Linked DNA regions of Macaca mulatta: region 2 is linked to region 1. A link is a contact called in public Hi-C data. All regions are on one chromosome and are shown on one strand. Each heading gives the region's core, a stretch centred on a gene start, on an enhancer-like site or on the middle of the called end of the contact. The rest is flanking DNA. Distances are from core to core; before and after follow the strand shown.

Region 1 (7,691 bases), core at 3,877-6,376:
GGAATGAATCTGCATGTTGGCCACGCCCAGATTCCTTAGCTTGGAACTCTGAGCACGCATTCTTCTTAGACCACAGAGTCATTCTCAGGGTATTACTCCAGTTAAGTGATTGCTGTCAGGTGCATCTGCCGTGCACTTGGGTGAATCGCTTCTCTCTGAGCCTTGGTTTATTGTAATACCAAGATGATAAGACCCATCTTGTTAGGTTACCTGTGAGGATGAAATAAAATACCATGGCCTGGCCAGAGCAGGTATATGATAGTGGAGGTTTAATCAGAATTAAAATCGAGGTCCAAGGCTTTCACCCATGACTCTGCATTTGAATCACCTGGTGAGATTTTAAAAATGACCCATGTCAGGTCCCCACCCTAAGAGGGTCTGATTCACTTTGAAATAGTAAGATCAGAACACAAGCATTTTATAAAACTCTCCCAGGTCATTTTAATATGCAGCCTGGCCTGAGAACCACCTGATCTATGACACTGACATTCAACCAGAGTGGACCAATTAATATCTTCTCCTTACTTGAGGAGTGAAGGAGTCCAGGGTCTGGAATCTGGGGGAGGATTTTAGGATTGGACTGAGGCTGAGGTTGACCTTGAGCCCCTTCCTGGGTCACCTCCTGCCCCTCCCTTTCCATTCACCAGAAGCTGAGTGAGACTGAAGAGATAATATACTCCATCCATTGTGCCCCTCCTCAGCCAGGCACGGGCGGGCAGCTGGATCCGTCTGCAGCAGGAAAGATCTGATGCATTTCAACCGTATCCTGTGTAATGAAGGCCAGCTCTTTATCAGCCTGCCCAGCCCTGGATTTTTATCTCTGCCATCTGCTTTGCCGAGAGTGGCAGGTGCCAAAGCTTACAAATAGCCCCAGCCTGTACTTTCATGTAGAACAGCAAAGCGTCATAATTTCTGGGCTATTACCAGGTGGAACAACTTCTGCCAGCTAAGGTGACATGTGGCAGTTGGCATTTGAACAGGTTGCTTTGCAGGACCAGCAGGAGACAGTAACTGCCACCTTGGGGCTATGACTTTCAGAGAGAGAAGAAACGCCACAAGTTGATGTCATTGGTTACTCACTTGGTGTTACCCTCCAGATGAGCGGAGAGGCTGGGATCTGCCGCAGCGGGCTGGGCAGGGGGCGATGTATTTATTTAATAGAACATTTACCACATGCCAGGCACAATTCTAAGTGCTTTTCAAATTATTATTATTATTTTGTTAGGACAAGGTCTTGCTCTGTCTGCCAGATTGAAGAACCTCCTGGGCTCAAGCAATCCTCCATCCTTAGCCTCCTGAGTAGCTGGGACTACAGGGTGCGCCACCACCTGGCTAATTTTTTAATATTTTATAGAGACAGGCATCTCGCCATGTTGCCCAGGCTGGTCTCGAACTCCTAGGCTCAAGTGATTCTCTTGCCTTGGCCTCCCAAAGTGCTGCGATTGCAGGCATGAGCCACTGTGCCAGGTAGCTTTTCAAATTTTAACTCAGTTAAATCCCTACCACAACCCTATGAGGTTAGAACTATTATTATCTTCATTTTAACATGGGGAAACTGAGACAAAAGGGCTAAATAAATTACTCGAGAGCCCACAGCTGGGCAGTGGCAGAGCTGAGATTCAGATCTAGGTGGTCTGGCTTCAGGGTCACTGCCTTGTGCGTGGGGGGACCAAGAGCAACCCTCAACCCCACTCTTGGCAGGTTGAGGCTCAGTGTGTAAATGGAGGCCCACATACCTTATGTGCAATATTTACAAGTTATACATCAAGCTAACAACACTATGACATGAAATCCATTCTGTCCTCCTGCCCTAAGAAATCTCTCTTCATAGTGACCTGGAAGGCCAGATTTGCATCAGTTCTTCTCTGACTCCCCTGGGTTCTGTGCTAGGATATGGGAGTCAGGGGGAGCTGCCCAGTGTCCTCTGAGGTATGGGGCCCCTCTTGCCTGTATCTAGTAGTTGTACTAGGTTATGGACAGGGAAAAATCAGCACAGCACCTAGGTTTGTGGCTTAGGCAGGTTTTAGCCCGAACTCATGGTCCTTTGTGGAGTTCCCCTCCCCTAAGGTTGAGTTACTTGCCTTTTTTTTTTTGAGACAGAGTCTTGCTTTGTCCCTGTCACCCAGGTTGGAGCGCAGTGGCGTGATCTCGGCTCACTGCAGCCTCTGACTCCTGGGTTCAAGTGATTCTTCTGTCCCAGCCTCCCGAGTAACTGGGATTACAGGCGTGCACCACCATGCCCAGCTAATTTTTGTATTTTTGGTAGAGACGGGGTTTCACTGTATTGGCCAGGCTGGTCTTGAGCTCCTGACCTCGTGATCCACCTGCCTCGGCCTCTCAAAGTGGTGGGATTACAGGCATGAGCCCCTGCACCCAGCCCTAGTTATGTGCCTTTTTATCTTCACCCTCAAAACTCTGCTTGTGGAGGTTAATTATAGACAGACATTTGCACTGACTCTGTGACTTCAGCTAGCCTCCAGGCCCCCTTGAGCCTCAGTATGCTCACCTGTATAATGAGGCCACTTATAACTTCTTCCTTCCTGTCTTTTAGTAAGTGAGAGGATGTATTAATACATAAAGTGTGCATGGCAAGGATGCCTGTGCATTCACCAAAGTCATTTTCCTCCAGGAGGAAAAGGTACATTATCTATATTTTCCAGCACATTGCTGTCACATATGGCTGTGTGACTGAGTTCTGGCCAGCGGAATACAGGCATGACTAATGTCATTACTTCCAGACATGACCTACTGAAATCTTCCCCTTGAAACCCTTTCTACTCTTCCCCTTTCTACTTTTCCCCTGCCTGCTGGCTGGATGTGAGGATTCGGCAGAAGACGCTAATAGCTAAGACAGGGTTGGCACACTATGGTGCATGAGCTAGATCCTGCCTGTGGTCTGATTTTGTGAGTAAAGTTCTATTGGAACACAGCCACATCCATTCATTTGTGTATTCCCTGTTGGTGCACTTGTGCTGTAAGGGCAGAGTGCAGTCACTGTGTCAGAGAACCTGTGACCTACAAAGGCAAAAACTTCTACTATCTGGTCCTTCATACAAAAGTTTGCTGATGCTTGCCCTAGAAGATGGCAGATCCACAGATAGAAGGTGCCTGGTTTGTGAGTAGCAGCATTGGAAGCTCAACATGGATGGCTGCTGGGAATCTGCACGTGGGACTCTTCATAAGGGAGAAATCAACAGTTAGCATGTAAATCTTTGACATTTTGCAATTTGTTTGTTATAGCAGCTAGCATTACTTATCTTGACTAATATGCACATAGTAGGTTTGTTTGTTACAGCAACTAGTATAACTCATCCTGATTAATATGCACATAGTAAGCAAAAAAAAAAAAAAAAGCTTCCCTTGTTATCCATATTTTTCTTTTTCTTTTTTCTTTTTTCTTTTTCTTTTTTTTTTTTTGAGACTAGGTCTCACTATGTTGCCCAGGCTGACCTTGAACTCCTGGGCTCAGGCGATCTCCCAGCCTCAGCCTTCTGAGTAGTTGGAACTACAGGTGCGTGTCACCATACCCAGCTTATATTTTTATACTCTCCATAAATGTTCGTATTTGTAACAGCTCAGAAAAATGAGTGGTGCTAGCTGTAGCTTTCTCTCACCTCCAGGCCTTTGTACATCCTGTTCCCTCTGCCGAGATCATTCTTTTCCCATCGCTTCACCTCACTGTCTCTTACTGATCTTTTAGGCCTTAGGGTAGACAACAGTGCTTCCAGGCAAACTTCCCTAGCTCCTTTATCCCCCAAGACCAGGTTAGGTGCCTCTATTATGTGCCACTAAATAGCCTTAGAGAAACAGTATAATCGAGTGGTTAAGAGCTGAACCCAGTTAGACTGCTTGGCCTCAAGTCTTGGATAAGCCATGAGACTTTGGGAAAGAAGCTTAACCTCCCTCTGCCTTGATTTCCTTATCTGTAAAATGAGAATAATAATATGGGAATTAATAAAGTGGGAATTAAGTATAGTGGAAATTAGGTGAATTAAAGTACAGTTGAGGCTGGGTGTGGTGGCTCATACTTGTAATCCCAGCACTTTGGGAGGCTGAGGTAGGCAGACTGAGTGAGCCTAGGAATTTGAGACTAACCTGGACAACTAAGAGAGACCCTGTCTCTACAAAAAGTAAAAAAAAAAAATTAGCCGGGGTTGGTGGTATGAACCTGTAATTCCAGCTACTTGGGAGGCTGAGACGAGAGGATTCCTTAAGCCCAGGAATCGGAGGCTGTAGTAAACTGAGATTGTGCCACTGCACTCCAGCCTGGGGGACAGAGCGAGACACCATTTCTGGGGGAAAAAAAAAGTTATACTAAGACTTCAACTGTGTGGGGATTTTGTGTCCCAACGCCTGCATTGTTTAAGAGACAAATGTACTTAGAATTGCATGGCAGGAACTAAATAAGTGTCTGTTGACATTATCACTATTCTTTTTGCGGCTCCTGTCACAGCAGGCACCACATACTAACGCCATAGTGACTTCTCCAGTGGACTGTGGGGTACTTGGTGCATAACGGGCTTTCCATACATTTTGGTTGAAAATGAATGAAGCAGTGACTAGTGTCCTGTCCTCTGGGGCTTGGCCTGCCAAACCTCTCCAGACAGTGCCGCCCCCTTGCAGGGGGTTTAGGGCTAACGTGAAACTGCAGCTTGAACAAGGACAGTTTCTGGTCAACGGAGACAGACTCAAAGCCTTAGAAATGACCTCTTTTTTTTTTTTTTTTTTGAGTAGGAGTGGGGTAGTGGGGACAAGGTCTCACTCTGTTGCCTAGGCTGGAGTGCAGTGGTGTGATCATAGCTCACCACAGCCTTGCTCTCCTGGGCTCGAGTGATCCTCCCACCTCCATCTCCCAAGTAGCTGGGACTACTGGCATGCACCACCATGCCTGGCCAATTTTTGTGTTTTTTTATTTGTGGAGACAGAGTCTTGCTATGTTGCCCAGGCTGATCTTGAACTCCTGGCCTTAAGCAACCCTCCTGCCTTGGCCTTCCCAAATGCTGAGATTACAGGCATGAGCTACCCATGCCCGGCCAGAACTCAGCTTTATCAGTCAGGCTAGAACTCAGCGTTATCACTCAAGATTCTTCGTTGCAAACCACAGAAACCACACCAGCAAACTTAAGTAGAGGAAGAATACAACATGATTCAATAGATCCCGGAACTTCCAGAGGGCTGAGATCAGATTTGGAGACTATGTGTGCAAGAGGGGCACTTAAGTTACACTATCAGACTGCTCTAGTGGAGAGCCTGTCCCTACCGTCTCAGCCAGAGGCAAACCGGCTCGACTCATTGATGCCCGTTGTGATGGGGTTCTGGCTTAACTTCTGCCGCGGCTGCTGTGTGAACAACCTGTCTCTTGTGACCTGCTGAGTGTGTTTGCACCGACAGATGGCGCTGAAGAGCTTGCAGAGTCTGGGAAAAGGGGAGACTTTTGATGCCAACTCCCTCACCTCCCAGAATCCTGGAGATCAGGGTCTATTGTATCTCCCTCCTGCTTTTCTTTTCTTTTGAGACAGTCTCACTCTGTTGCCCAGGCTGGAGTGCAGTGGCACGATCTCAGCTCACTGCAACTTCTGCCTCCCGAGTTCAAGTGATTCTCCTGCCTCAGCCTCCCGACTAGAGATAGCTGGGATTACAGGTGCATGCCACCATGCCCAGCTAATTTTTGTATTTTTAGTGGAGATGGGGGTTTCACCATATTGGTCAGGCTGGTCTCGAACTCCTTACCTCAAGTGATCCACCTGTCTCGGTGTCCCAAAGTGCTGGGATTACAGGCGTGAGCCACTGCACCCAGCCTCCCTCCTGCTTTTCCAAAAGCAGTGGTAGATGATAACAGGGGTAACCAACATCATTGACTCCCCATGGGGCACTGAGCCATGACTCCCCGATGGGCCATGTGTTTTACAGCATTGTCTCCCATCCTTCTCACTACAATCCTGGGTGGCAGGTGCTGTTATGAGCTTCATTTTACATATGAAGAAACTGAGGCTCAGAGAGGTTAAGCAACTCATCCAAGGTCACACAGCACAATCGAGAATTTAAATCGAAGAGGACTCCAGAGCCCGGAATCTTAACTACCACATGGTACTGCTGTCTTTACTCCCCGGGGAACTGACTTAATGGTTTAGACAATAGTGAGCGGGAGGGTGTGTATGCATTCATGAAACCCTGTCTGTGCCAATCCTCCCACCAGGAAGGGTGTTGTCGCAGGGCAGGATTGTGCATTTCAGCCAAAGTGGTGGCAGGGGAAGGGTCCCTGACCTGGCGGACAATGAGCTTTTTGACTTTTAGTGACCAAAGGGTAAGAAACGGAACTAAGCTCCTGTCCATAGACTGATGACGCTGGTGCTCCAGGATCTTTCTTCCCTCCCTCCCTCCTCCATCCTCTTTCATCTTTCTTCCCTTACCACTGTCACCACCCCTATCACCACCATCCTCGTTCAGCATGGGCCACTATGCACCACTGTCCTCCTCATACTATGTCACTACCAGCCCATCGCCGACCCACCGTCCTTTCTGTATTATGACCATGACAGTAACCATCACCCTGGCCACTGCCACCACCACTGAGCCATCACCAAACTGTCAATGTCACCATGTCTACCATCTTCCTGACACCCTCATCAGCACCGCTACCAGCATCATCAATCCTTCCATCCCCCGCCATGACTGCTTCTCTCCTGCCACTATCTCCGCCTACACTGCCTGCATCACCGCCCGACTCTATGAGCCTGTTCACAGCACCATTCACACCACCATTCAGTGGCCAGCTTCATTAGCCACACCCAGCAGTGTCATGATCACTCCACTGTGCTTGCCGTCACTGTTGTCCCTCCAGCTACCTTTTTTTTGTTTGTTTGTTTTTTTTAGGTAGAGGTTTTTGCTCTGTCGCCCAGGCTAACATGCAGTGGCATGATCATAACTTACTAGAACCTCAAACTCCTGGGCAACAGGCATGCGCAACGACCATGCCTGGCTAATTTTTATTTATTTTTAAATTTTTGTAACCTGGGAGCATACATTGATGTTGCCCTGAATATGCACTCCCCCAGCTAATTAAAAAACTTTTTTTTTTTCCGAGATGGGGTCTCACTATGTTGTCCAGGCTTGTCTCTAATTCCTGGCCTCAAGCGATGCCTCCTGCCTAGGCCTCCCAAAGTGCTGGGATTACAGGTGCGCGCCACGGCTCCTGGCCGCCATCACCAGTATTTTCACCAGCACCAATACAACCCTGCACAAGTCACGAACACTGTCCGAGTCTCTCCTGGGCTTTAGGCTCATGTTAAATGCCGAAGATGTAAACGGGCTGATAAAAGAGACTGTGATTTGTGTTTTCCGTCATTGCCATCATCAGTGATTACTGGGCTCTCATTCATGCCTTATTCACCACCATTCCCTGCCTAAACAGTTGCTGTGAGCAGAAGTTCATCCTGTAAAACGCGTGAGTTTCTCCAATATCAAAACACGCCCCAGAACCTAGCTTCTGCCTTCCCCTCCCATTATCCCACAGGTGAATCCCACCTACTGTTCCCTTACGGGCTTTGCTTTGGGGTCACCAGAGAGTACATTTTCCCCTCTCTACCAACCCTCTCCAGGCCTCTGCATGCCTGTCTTTGACCAACTTGTAACTGGGCTTCAAAGCTTCCCAGCCCCAATATGCTGATATAATTATGATCATATGTTAGGTG
Region 2 (7,691 bases), core at 2,519-5,018, 76 kb before region 1:
GGCAGAGCTGTGGACATTAGCTGTCCTGAAGACCTGAGGCTGGGAAGCAGCGATCTGGTGCCACCTTAGCACTTAGTGGGCATCGTAAGGGTCTTGGGAGCAAGCAAGAGACCCCAGTTCTGAGAAAGGAATGTGTCGGGGCTGGGCGTGGTGGCTCACGCCTGTAATCCCAGCACTTTGGGAGGCTGAGGTGGGCAGATCACTTGAGGTCAGGAGTTTGAGACCAGCCCGACCAACACAGTGAAATCCCATCTCTACTGAAAATACAAAAAATTAGCCAGCTGTGGTGGTGAAACACCTGTAGTCCTAGTGCCTGGGGAGGCTGAGGCAGGAGGATCACTTGAACCTGGGAGGTGGAGGTTGCAGTGAGCTGAGATTGCGCCATTGCACTCCAGCCTGGGCGACGGAGTGACACTCCATCTCAAAAAAAAAAAAAAAAAAAAAAAAAGGAATGTGTCGAGATGCTATTGGGGGAGGGACACGTAGGATTCATTGGTGGCCAGGTGCGCAGTTGGGGACGGGCAGGAAGCATGGCACCACTGCATGGCCAGAGCAGCTGGCCCTCTATAGTGTCTAGGCTGGAGCCACCTCCAAGCTTCCTTTTGTCCCTTGCTCAGATTGCGAAAGTGTCTGGCTGGTGTGGGTTCTCTGTCTACTCCTGGCTGCCCTAATCTCTGGTCCCTTCAGCTTTCTGCTTTCTGGTTCCCTGAATATTGTACCTGGAATTATTCTCTCACCAAAACCGCAAATGTAAGAGAAAGACAATTCTAAAAAAAAAAAAGAAAGAAAAAAGGCGAAGGTCTCATTAGGGAGGGACATGGCTGCTGGGCTGGCAGGCGTCACCAGCTGACTCCTGTTTCAGGGTGGCCGGACACAGCAGCTGGAGCACCGTGTGATGAGGAAGGAAGTGCTGGAGCCGTGGGAGGACAGAGCTGGGAAGTGCAGCTCATCTGGTTGGGGAAGGCCTGTACAGCAGGCTGCCAGAGGACCAGGAGGCTGGGGTCCAGCCAGGGGTAGTGGTGGAGAGGCGGGAGGGAAGAGGGTTCTGGACATGTGTGAGGCTGGAGGTGAGACCGTGTGTGGCTGTTAGAGATGAGAAGTCGGGGAGAGACTCTCACAGGGCCCCACAGAGCGGGAGGGCAGGACGGGCTGGAGCCCACACCCTGCTGCCAGTCCCATGGCACCACACCGCCTCTGTTGCTGCCAAAAGGAGTCAGTTGAGGGGTTTGCTGAGCGTAAGAGAAGTTTCTTCTCAGGTCACAATTAAGAGGCGCTGCAAGGGCGTGGGGCCTCCATGAGAAACAGTTACAGGGTCAGTGATGGAGATCGTGGACACGACCCTGATGCAGGAAGCGTGTGGAAGGAAGGAGAGGGCGATAGCGGAGAGAATGGGAGCGCCCAGGCGGTGGCTGGTGTCTGCAGTGAGCGAGTACAGTAGGAGGAAGTGGTTGGTCAGATAAAAATACAGCAAAACATTCATGGTTTCTGAAAAATGAGGCCGGACGCCAAACCAGAGGCAGTGGGGAGAGGGGAAGGGCAGAGAGGGCTGCTGGCTGCCTCCCCGCAATGGGGTGTCTGGAAAGTCCAGTAGATCAGAATGCCTCTCATCTGCCCACAGGGCACATTGTTCTCAGTGACACCCAGGAGGGGCCTCGTTAGTGGAAAATGTGAGTTGTCAGTTTCAGAGGGAGGTGGGACTTGCCCTGGTGTCACACTGGGTGGACAGGGCTCCTGTCACTCACTCTGCACTGAGCAAGGCTTTTTGGTGTCTGGGCCCCTTGCGTCTGAGCTCCCCAGCACTGGCTGCCCTTGGGGGTGGAAAAGCGTGTCTGCCCAAGTCACCGGCACAGGCAGGTACGGAACAGCTTGGCTCCCACGCCAGCGAAGAGCTGCCTTGCGTGGTGTGGAAGAGGAAGACAGCATCGGGGGCAGAAGAGAACATTTCCTGGAAAAACAGGCCATCGAGGTGGCTGCAGCAGTGGAGGGAGAGCTTTTCAGAAAGGAGGGACCCGTGAGCAGAGGCGTGGAGGCAGGAAGTCAGGCCATGCCTCTCAGTCCTGATGCCTGCTCTCCAGCCACCGAGGCCAGATGCCATTGTCTCATGTTACGATTGCACCATGTCCATGTTCCACCCACTTATTATGACTACTTTTTAATTTAAACTGCCTTTTAAAAACTTTATTTAAATGGAAGGTTAGCTCCTCGCTGAGCATGGCGCGTTAGTGTCACTGCCCTGGGCTTTGTTCTTGGCTTTTCTGGGCGCCCACAGTCTGATCCTCTGATAGAGCTCACTGGCCTGGGTTGTCCTTGACTCTTTCACACGGCTATGTCCTCCATTTTCACCAGCGTGATCTTGTTTTTTTTTTTTTTTTTTTTTTAACTTTATGGATCTTGAGTTGTATGGGTAGCTTAGAAATGCCTCTGTCTATAAGAAATCAAACATAGACACACAGCGTGAGGGCGCTGTGATGACCCCCGTTTAGTCCCTTCCTGGCAGTGGCCTTGGTCATCAGTCCAGTGGGCAACCTGCTGGGCCTTTTCCTGTGGGACCGTTTCATTGGTTCTGTTTTTGTTTCACACGAAATGTATCAGATTGTCTGTTTTTTCTTGCAGTTTTTTTTCCAAAATGATTTTCTAAGGCATGAATCTTTTGAAATTATTTATTTTAATACATAAAAACAGTGAAAACAGTAATACATACTCTTGCTTTAAAAAGTTTCGCAGCACAAGCTCATTCCTGTAATCCCAGCATTTTGGGAGGCCGAGGTGGGCGGATCACCTGAGGTCAGGAGCTCGAGACCAGCCTGGCCAACATGGTAAAACCCTATCTCTACTGAAAATACAAAAACTAGCTGAGCGTGGTGGTGGGCGCCTGTAATCTCAACTCCTCGGGAGGCTAAGGCAGGTGGATTGCTTGAACCCGGAGGTGGAGGTTGCAGTGAGCCAAGATTGCGCTACTGCACTCCGGCCTGGGCGATAGTGAGACTGTCTCAAAAGACATGACTGTCTCACAGCATGAAAGGTACACAGCGCTGGACATGTCCTTCCACTGCTTCCAGTGCTCAGAGGCTTCCTGGTGCCACAGGAGAAAGGCCCTGCTGTCCCCGGCCACAGGCCCTGTGTGATCTGGCTCCCTTCCCCACCGCAGCCTCTCTGCCCTCCTTCCTTCCCTGGCTGATCAGTGTCCATTCAGCTGAGCCCCCGGCCATACTGTGGGTACCCCCTCCTCAGACTGATGGACCTGGATGGTGGCCCCTGGGCTGTGAGCGTCCTGCTGGCAGGGCCAGGGGAGGTGGGTGACAGAGAGGTCAAAGCCCCGGCCTTGTGGTACAACTCTGGGTGAGTCAGTTCACCTTTCTGCGTCTCAGCCTCTTTCCCTGTGCCCAGAGAGCTGCTGGAGGGTGGATTCATGATGACAAAGGGTGCCCGGGACAGGGCCTCTCCATGCTGAGGGCTTGCTGCAAGCCGCCCTTCTCACCCCGGTTGTTGTTATTCTTACTGTTCCAGCCCAGGACCTAGCACAAGCCTGGCATGTAAGTGAGGATAAGTGGACACTGAATAAAAAAAGAAAGGAATAAAGCTCCACCTAAGACGTGTGGGGACGCAAAGGGACAGAGGCCTCTCGCGGGGCACTGGGGACGAGGTAGAACGGCTGAGATGGGATGGGATGTGTGTGCAGCGGGAGCTTAGTGCACGCTCTGAGCATGTCATTGAGTGATACGCTGAAGGTGCTGATCCAGACTCTCATCGGGAGGCAGCGAGCAAAGACAGGAAGCCCGCGGCAGCCTCCGTGGTTGCAGATAGCATCTCCCCGGCCCTCCTGCCTCACAACGCCCTCCATCTGTTGTCTGTTTGTCTTCCAAGTACTCCAGGAAGAAAGAAGCCACACGGCACTGGCATTCACCCAAGAGGCTGCAGCCTCCGCCCGTGTCTGGGGTTGCTGTCCCCTGTGTTGAGATGGGATGGAATGATTCAAGCAAACTACGTTTTTTTGATGAGGCCCCCCATCACACCCCTTTTTTGGTCTGTTTATTTCCAGGCAATGCCACTGTAGATAAGTTGGAGGACTTCATCAACAACATTAACAGTGTCTTGGAGTCCTTGTATATTGAGATAAAGAGAGGAGTCACGGAAGATGACGGGAGACCCATTTATGCGTTGGTGAGTGCCCGGCAGAGCCCTCTAGTGGTGTTTTTGAGGAGCTGGAACAGGGCCCAGGCAGCCCGTGTTTGCTTTGGTTTGATTTCTCTTTTGGACAGTTCTTTGTAAAGAAGTCACTCCAAATGTATGGAATATTAGGAATAAAGGGAGAAATGGTTTTTTACTTAGAATAAGACATAGAAGCGATGAAAAGAAACAGTGTGTAGGAGTGTCAAGGATTGCGACCCACGTGGGGTCTTCAGTGGTTTTCAGATTTACTCTCACAGGTAGGGATCAGGGTGAAAACACAGGAGTGGGAAGCTGACATGCCCCATCCCTGGCTAGGAGACACCTCGGGCTGGTCAGAGGACATCTGGCTGCTCCCAGCCAGGCTCACACTCAGAAAGGAGCACTCTAGTCCAGGGTTTCCAAAACATTACACAGGCAAAGAACTATGGAAATGCTGGTCAGACACGGCAAAGCAGATTTCCTTGCTGTCGGACTTCTCAGTGCCTTTTGCATTTGAAGCTCCATTAACATGTAGACAAATCTCCCAAATTTATCTGAGTTTGGAAAATACTGCACACCCTCTGGAGTTCTGAAACTTCTGAGGGTCTAGCATGTTGACTGAGCTAAAGAATAAAGTCTGTAGTATATGCCTGGTTACAGATCCATCCTGCGGCTCGCAGTGCCTGGATACAGGAGCTCAGTGACTGGCCAGAGACGGAGGAGGGGAGGGAGGGAGAGCCAGCGACACGTTAACCAACACGCGAAGGGCACAGCCTGACTGTTGCGCTGACTTATTTCTTAGGTGAATCTTGCTACAACTTCAATTTCCAAAATGGCTACGGATTTTGCAGAGAATGAACTGGATCTGTTTAGAAAGGCTGTAAGTAGAGTAATCCCCGTCGCCCATTGGCTGGGCTTCTTATGGGAAAGTTCTTTCTCAGTCGTTAGAAGTGGCAACTGCAGTCTTCAAGGATCACTGCGGGGGACGTGGGCCACCACTGCTGTCTGAGGAAACGCTTTGCAGGGAGATATCACTGTCTACCCATCTGGAATTCACAGCTGTCAGGGGCCCCCATGGCTGCCTGGGAAGGAAGTGCTGGGCCAGGTGTGAGCCCCAGCTGGATGGGCAAGAGCAGGGCCTCACTGGTAGTAACAGGCGTTCCTACCTGGCTGCTGTTAAGTGCCATCTGGGAAAGGCAGCAGCAGCAGCAGCATCACCTGGGAGCTTGTTAGAAAGGCCCAGTCCCAGTCCCTACCCTAGACTGCTGAGTCCGAATCTGCATTTTTGCCAGGTGCCCGCTGAATCATTTGCATGTGCACATTTGAGCGGCATTGCTCTACCAGGCTTCAGAGCTACTTGCTCGGCCCTCTGGTCAAACATATGGCTAAGAGTGGTTCTCGGGCCTACATAACTGCAGAGGTGAGAAAGAATTCAGACATTTCAGCCCCACTTGGGATCTGTCGAATCTGAATCTCTGAGAACCAGGTGTTGGAATCATTCCTTTGAGGTCTTCTCCTGGGGTTTATTAGCTGCCAGGGTTGAGGAGCAGGTGCTGAGCTGAGCACACATCTGCGTGTGCAGGAACCTGTCTTCTCCAGAGGTTCCTGCCTGCCGTGTCTGTCTCTCGCTGCCTCTGAGGCCAGCTGTGAGGCAAGGTGACCCTTATTGATTTGGGGACATTAAGATGATTTATTTGGGAGGATGTTATCGAAGTGACCTCTGAGTCAAAAGAACTGAGCACAGTCCTGACTCTTGATGCGTATTACATTGTTTTCCCCGAATACCGTGCCAGTGTGCAGTTCTGCCTGTGATCCGAGTGGCCTTACTGCACCCCTGCCAGACTTAGTATTACCATTTAAAAGTTATTTTTGCCATTTTAATAGAGAAGCATGGTACCTGCTCTTTCTTCCAGCTGGAACTAATTATTGACTCAGAAACTGGCTTTGCGTCTTCCACAAACATTTTGAACCTGGTTGATCAACTTAAAGGCAAGAAGATGAGGAAGAAGGAAGCGGAGCAGGTGCTGCAGAAGTTTGTCCAAAACAAGTGGCTAATTGAGGTACTGTCTCATGGTTTTCCAGTCCGGCTCACTCTTTTGAGTGAATAGCAGTTTTGTCTCCAAAATCGTATTTCTAGCCAACTGATGTCTGTGGAGCCCAGCCTTCTCAGATCCCTTATCTGCTTTCACTCTTTTGAGTGAATAGCAGTTTTGTCTCCAAAATCGTATTTCTAGCCAACTGATGTCTGTGGAGCCCAGCCTTCTCAGATCCCTTATCTGCTTTCACGCATTCCAGCAGTGACCCCATGGGGAGGATCTGGGCCTCACCTCTCCTGCCTCCCACTCCCTGTTCACCCACATGATGTGTTGAGGATGCCACAGCCAGAATGGCAGAGCCAGGAGCTGCACCCGGGATTTGGGCCCCGGGACCAAGCCTCTAGCCCACAGACTGCAAGGCAGAGGCAGTTCCGTGGCTGAGAGTGTGGCTGTGATGTCTGACCCGGGTCTGAACCCTGAGCCAGGTGACCTCAGGTTCCCTGTAAGAGGGAAGTTGTCGTTTCCCCTTTGGGGCTGGGTGTGTCAGGAGCAGGAATGGGACCTCACAGTAACGTGCTCCGTGCTGCGCTGGCTGGCTCGCGGGGGAGGCAGCAGAGGAATTGGCGACGTTACCACTGTTGTTTTTGTCAGCAGTGAGTTCCTCAGGGTCAGTACTTAGAAGAGGCACAGACAAGCTTTAGGAAAGGAGCTGTGACGTCTGGGACAGGCCCCACTGCAGCTCCAGTTTCTAGATGCTGCCCCGCCCCCACGTCTAGTCCTGCTGAATGGAGCAGAACAAATGTTTCAGTTCTTTTTCCACAAAAGGCACCCCTGTTTTCAACAGCGTAGTGTTTGCTGAGTTGACCATTGCTGTGCCCTCCCAGATGCTCGTGCCCGTGTGTGTTGAGGACGCGCTCACGTCGGGTTCCCGCTTCCTCACTTGGTGGTCGGACTTGTGGCCAGAGGCTGCTGCTTGTGGCTGCAGCGACTCTCCACTTCCTGTTCAGGAAGGCTTGCCTCCGGATTGGGGAAGTCTGTGTTCTGAGTTACTAATTTCTGTGTAGGGTGGGCCTGTACCAGGAACCTGACCCAAATTCAGTTCCTGGGGTACCTGATGGGAAGAAAGGGTGGAGAGGTCACGGGGTGAGGGCAGAGGTCACAGGGGTGAGGTCAGGGCTGGGAGCTCCTGGTGAGTGCAGGATCTGCTGGGCACATTCCCGTATGTCCTGTCTCGGAGGCTGCCTGCTGTCCTGCAGTGGCTCCATAGCTTAGTTTTTAGCTGACAGCTCAGGGGTCTGGATGACATCGGACAACAGCTCAGGGGTCTGGATGACATCGGACACCCTGAGAGTGGCAGGGCCGAGTTCAGGCCCCAGTTTGGGGACTGCAGCTCCCATCAATGGCTTTGTCACAGTTTTTCTTGCCCTCCGGGCTGTATTTGGTACTAGAGAATGTTCTAGGGTCTGCTGAGGTTATAACTGACGATTCTCGCTTGTGGTGCAGCCC

What was found. A called contact is a pair of places that touch in the nucleus more often than the background predicts.
Region 2: a contact with region 1 is called in a Hi-C map of CD4 T cells, with 2.4 times the contacts expected there. The contact joins two enhancer-like sites. A contact is called at or near these places in 2 of 14 Hi-C or Micro-C datasets (CD4 T cells and liver).

Annotation. Positions count from the first base shown.
Region 1 is chr20:26,704,331-26,712,021 of T2T-MMU8v2.0, reverse strand. No RefSeq gene overlaps it. Among named protein-coding and RNA genes, the nearest start is that of KDM8, 43 kb to the left of the region's middle. Within about 2 kb of position 5,126, at least 5 of the 40 cell types and tissues checked have an H3K27ac peak or open chromatin away from gene starts, as enhancers often do. A contact at or near this core is called in CD4 T cells, where this site is marked.
Region 2 is chr20:26,779,363-26,787,053 of T2T-MMU8v2.0, reverse strand. NSMCE1 (NSE1 homolog, SMC5-SMC6 complex component) reads left to right here. Exons shown (of 9, transcript XR_013411612.1): 3 at 4,040-4,161; 4 at 4,952-5,029; 5 at 6,063-6,209; 6 at 7,070-7,217. Among named protein-coding and RNA genes, the nearest start is that of KDM8, 32 kb to the right of the region's middle. Within about 2 kb of position 3,768, at least 16 of the 40 cell types and tissues checked have an H3K27ac peak or open chromatin away from gene starts, as enhancers often do. A contact at or near this core is called in CD4 T cells, where this site is marked.